Regions from separate parts of the Mus musculus genome. Here region 2 is linked to region 1. Evidence: chromatin contacts called from public HiChIP or PLAC-seq data. All regions are on one chromosome and are shown on one strand. The core of a region is the stretch at or near the end of the contact, and the rest is flanking DNA. Distances in the headings are between cores, read along the strand shown.

What was found. HiChIP or PLAC-seq counts read pairs in DNA pulled down with a chosen protein or histone mark.
Region 2: an H3K27ac HiChIP or PLAC-seq map of embryonic stem cells shows a contact between it and region 1, with 7 read pairs. The contact joins the promoter of Tmem165 here to the enhancer-like site in region 1. A contact is called at or near these places in 3 of 39 promoter capture datasets (the C10 cell line, the HPC-7 cell line and pre-B cells), 4 of 484 Hi-C or Micro-C datasets (CD8 T cells, nephron progenitors, regulatory T cells and 1 more), 1 of 115 datasets of contacts at active chromatin or transcription factors (embryonic stem cells) and 2 of 9 other capture datasets (adipose tissue and pancreatic islet).

The regions. Positions count from the first base shown.
Region 1 is chr5:76,284,583-76,287,124 of GRCm38.p6, forward strand. The region is part of intron 2 of Clock (circadian locomotor output cycles kaput); the gene reads right to left. Among named protein-coding and RNA genes, the nearest start is that of Clock, 19 kb to the right of the region's middle. Within about 2 kb of position 1,274, at least 8 of the 459 cell types and tissues checked have an H3K27ac peak or open chromatin away from gene starts, as enhancers often do. A contact at or near this core is called in embryonic stem cells, where this site is marked.
Region 2 is chr5:76,182,605-76,185,146 of GRCm38.p6, forward strand. It overlaps Tmem165 (transmembrane protein 165), which reads left to right and starts at 1,276. Exons shown (of 6, transcript NM_011626.2): 1 at 1,276-1,748. The coding sequence starts at 1,542.

The DNA.
Region 1 (2,542 bases), core at 24-2,523:
TTGCCCCAGGACTTGAGGCTCTCGTAAGGCCCCCTGGGACTATGACTTTAGGTTCGGATCACAGACCCTCAGTTAGCCTTCTGGGGGTGGTGGTCCCCATGCAAGTTCCAATGTTTAAAGCTTCTGCTTCGCTGTTTGGGGGTCACCCCATCTATGTGCATAGCTTGAGCTGTGGTTTATCTTATAGGTCATTCTCTGCTTCCTTATATATAAACATGAAAATTTTAAAGATTTTTAATAAGGAAGGCTACAAAGAAAAGTAGCAGACTATGCCCCAAATACGTTTATAACATTTGGTCTAAGTTCACAAGGACACTAAAATCCCACCATATTACAAGTAAGAAAAAAAAAAAAAAAAAAAAAGCATGCCTCTGAGCTCAGAGAGAAGACTGAAGATACCGAGTGAAGTCCATACAGTTGTTAAGACTGACCAGAGTGCCTGCGGAAGCTTCCAAAGGCACGTATCCCGTAATCTGACAAGGTCAGCTTCTGGGTTTTACCCAAAATGAAAAGTAAGTACATGAACACGAGCAGTTGCAAACCAGACCCAAGTATTACAGCAACTCCATTATTACTATTTAAAAAGACGGAACATAGTAGGGTGCTCCAATCTGACAGAAATTGGGAATGCCGATCTCATCAGTATCTAGCTTTCAGTGTAGGGGAACTTCAAAGGGTTAAAAAGCTAAAGGCCCATCACAGTGTAGAGAGAAACCAAGAGAGCAATACAAATGAAGCAATACAAAGTATCCTACAGAATGGGCATACATGTACACATAGGTATGCCCTAAAACCTAGGAAAGAAAGGAAATGTGTTAGAGACAAAACTATGGTTTTGTCCAGAGAGGAACAGTACATTCCAAAGCCAAGCATCAGCAAGAACAGAGCATCTGTATAGCCGTGTAAAATTAAAGAAGTACAGGGCAATTTTCAGAGTGTGTGTGTGCGTGCGTGTGTGCGTGCGTGTGTACCTGGTTTTTTTTTTTGGGGGGGGGAGGGTAGGTGAGGTAGGCAAGAAAAGAAAGTCAAAAGGGAAAAATCAGGAAATAAAGGAGAATGTGAAGCAAATTGCCCTCAGTTACGCAGGACTAAAAGTCTGACTCTTCGGGCTCTCACCCTTGACTATAGTGCTATGCACTGGGAAGGAGACTCTGAGCAAACTCCCCAGAGAAATTTTAGGGAGAGTCAACACTGGCAGACTAGAGGACTGCCCTGGATGAAGAGCTGCCTTGGGGCAAATGGATAAACTGAACAACTTAGCCTCAGGGTTCATCGTGGGAACAAACGGGGGAGGGGAGCGCAACCCTTTCAACTGCTAATTTGGTAGTTACCAAGGACTTTACTCTGTTCAAAGCACTGTATTGAGTACTTTACATATTAATTCCACCTTCACCGCATCCCTGTGTGCTGTCTATTAAGTACTATTCCAGTGACTATATACACACCCAAGTAATAATTTTTAAAAGACTACAAAGAAAGGAATAAAAAAATCTACTATTAACAATCTCTCAAAAAACAAATAATTAGTTATAATTAGTAAAATATGAACAAGCCTTCTATATTAAAAGTTTATTATTTTCCAAATTTATTTTTATATGGATATTTTGCTTGCATGTATGTAATATGTGTACCATATGTGTGCAGTGCCTATGGCTGCCAGAAGACGGTGCCAGATCCCCTGGGATTAAAGTTACAGATTCACCATGTGGATGTTGAGACCCTGGCCTGGGTCCTGTGAGAGTTGAGCAAGTGCTAGTAACCACTGAGCCATCTTTCCAGCCCCATGTTTTCAAAGTTTTTTTATAAAACTATGTAAAAGAAAAAAAGCTGAGTAGTATGCAAATTTAATACAACCCAATCAAAATGCCAATTAAGATGTATTTTTAGATATACACAGGATTCCAAATGGAAAGGCATAGGATAGCTAAATTCAATTTTGAAGAAAAGAATAAGTGACAGAAGTCACTCCAACTTGATTTCAAGATTATGTTACTGTAGTAAATCAAGACTGTCTGGGATTGGCAGAGGAAAAGATATAGTAAGCAAACAGATTAAGCCTGACACAAAAGCAGACAACAGTATTGAAAACAAATAAGCAGCCTACTGGAGAAGGATAACCTTTCAACAATAATACTATAGAAAATGTGGCATAAAATCATAGGCAATTAAAAGAAACCTCATCAAGGGACCCCTTACCTGATCTTCAACCTTTATACAAGAAACTCAAAATACATCTACATTGGGGGTGGGGGTGGGGCTAGGGTGGGAGGTAAAGCCATATACCTGTAGCCAGGAGAATCATCCCTGGAGCTGGATGCAGAGCTGTTAAGCCACTCAAAGTAAGTGCAGGGCATTAAATTCCAGTCCTCTGGAAGAGCAGGGAGTGTTCCCAGCCTCTGAACCATCTCTCCAGCCTCCAGATAGATCATGTATTTAAATGCAGACCACCGATCTATAAACGGGAAAAACCATAGGGACCTACAACTTGGTGTAATTCTTCAGCATGACTTCAAATACAAATACACGATCCACAAAAACTGAA
Region 2 (2,542 bases), core at 26-2,525, 100 kb before region 1:
ATCTCAGTCTCCTGCAGCTGTAGCCCTTGAGCCATTTGCTTTTTCTTTGCTTTATGTGGGGTAACTAGAATTTAGCCAGGAGGCCTTTCTCTGAGATGATCATAGACTAGAGAACGCCAGGAAAAAAAATAATAAACCTGGTCCCTAGCAGAACTCAAGGATCCGTGACACCTAACTCTTCTGCCTCCATCTACTGGGCTGCTTCTTTTATTCTCTCCACTTGACACTCCTATCTCCTCTGCAGGCCCTTTTGAGCAAGGCAAATCTTTGCAGAAAAAGGAGGTGGCTGAAGGAGTCTAGACTTCTGATCCCTGTCATGTTGTATTCTGAGGGCTCAGGACATTTACACTCCAGGAATGAACTTGGAGGTACAACAACTGCACCCCAAACTATGTGTAGGAAGCATCTTGGTTATCTCACAATACTGGGAGCATAAATAAGCTATAGCTTGAAGGGTTCTGTAAGGAGCAATGCTGAGTAGGCTAAGGAGAGGTTGCAAGAATGGCTTGTGAAACAGGAGTAGGATTTAGATTAGTGCCTGGCACATGGTTAGCAATTTGTGGTGTGTGTGTGTGTGTGTGTGTGTGTGTGTGCGCGCGCGCGTACGGTATCTCAGCTTTTCTTTAGAAAAAAAAAAAAAAATCCAGCCCTAGTCTAACGCCTAACTAACCATTCTTTCCTGTCTTCTACTTTTGCCTACTCAAGGCCTCCATCCCACAGAAACCCTAACCACTCAACTCCAAACCTTTTCAGGATATCCTATTTCAGGATAAGGCATCCTGAGCCAGGGCAGTGATGACTTTTGGTCTGCGGCTATTCAACAATGTTTTAAAATCAAGCTTGGACGTTCTCATCTTTTACTTCCGAATCTTACTTCAGAACCTTCAAAAAACCCCAGCATATGGACCCCCAAAGAACATTCTGTGTAGGCGGTCCAGGGACGTGGTGAGGGTGGGTGGATCGTAACTTAAAGGTGTGGCAGTTCCTGCCACGTAGGTAGCGGGGCTGGGACTCACTTGACATTTAATAGAAGTGGAGGTGGCGGCGGCTTAGGCCTTAAAGACCTAAGGCTCTTGAGGAAGTACTGGTAGGAGCCTGGCAGCCTGACCTCTCCAGGGCCAATAAGGGGGTCTCTGGTGGGACCCGAGAGGACGCAGGGAGAGTCCATCAAGCAGCTCCAGCTACCTGGCCCGGCGCGCCGGGTCCAATAGGACCAGTGAGCGAGCCGCACCTCAACCTGCCGGAAACGTCACGACGCCGGGCTGACGTCGGGCCAATGGGAGGTCGTGTTGGCCAGGGGGCGGGCCGGAGGAGTTGGGCCGCGGAGGCAGTTGGAGGAGTGTGTGGCTTCTGCTGCCCAGCTGCTCCGGAGCTCCCGCCGCCGGTCCGTCCCGGTCCGGTCCCCGCGTCCCGCGTGCTGCAGGGCTGCCCCCTGAGCGGCAGCCAGGCCTGACGGAGGCGCCTGCCGGCACGCCGGGCTCGACGCTTCCCTTCGCCTGCACTTCTTCCTGCCGCAGCGCGGTGCCGGCTGGGCGGGCGGGATGGCGGCCGCGGCCCGGGGGAGCGGCCGGGCGCCGACGCGAAGGCTGCTCGTGCTCTTGCTGCTTCAGTTGCTCTGGGCCCCGGCCGGGGTCCGCGCCGGCCCGGAGGAAGACCTGAGCCATCGGAACCAGGAGCCGCCGGCGCCCGCCCAGCAGCTGCAGCCGCAGCCCGCGGCGGTGCAGGGCCTCGAGCCGGCCCGGGCCGAGGTGAGAGCCCGGGCTGGTGGGGATGGGGCGGGCTGAGGCCGCGGAGCCCGCAGTCGGGTACCAGGCTCCCGCGCTGGCGGCGCCGCCCTCTTTCCGAAGAGGCTGGGGGAGGGGAGCCGGCCCCTGCTCCGCTCGCTGGGAGGAGGGTGACAAGACGGCTTTCTTAGGCGCGGCCTGGCCTGGCCTGGCTGCTTGGGGGAAGGGAAAGTGAGGGCCCCAACCGGGGCTCCCCAGAGGTCCTCTAGATCCCTGGTACCGACAGGCTTGCTCTGGATTCTGCCTTCTGCTGATCACATGGGCCATACTGAAAAGACTGGAAATCATCATCCCAAGTAGAAAGTTTTTAGTACAGAGCCGCTGGGAGACTTGTCTCTCTCGAAGTAGCATCACATTGTTGGAAGTATCAGCCATTGTTGAAGCAACCCAACCAGAGATGCTCACCCGAATTCAGCTCGGCACACCCTGTGGTTCTTGCCAGATACAGTGTCTAGAGATTATGCGTTGCCACCCTCCCTTAAAAAAAAAAAAAAAACAAAAAAACGTGTTTTGGCATGAAGGAAGTTGCCCTTGAATGCAGAGACTTGTGCCCAAAGGTAGAGCGCTCTATAGTGAGGGATTCCAAAACTCCATTTATAGGTAAACTAGAGCCTCATAAGTTTCTTTAACCATTACCAGATAGATAGAAATTAACCTTTTAATCTATGTTCGTAGAATTTCTCCTTTCTATGTTACTTTCCTCTGAGTTGGACTCTCTATTTCCAATTTTGACTCCTACATTCTGGAGTTTTTTTAGT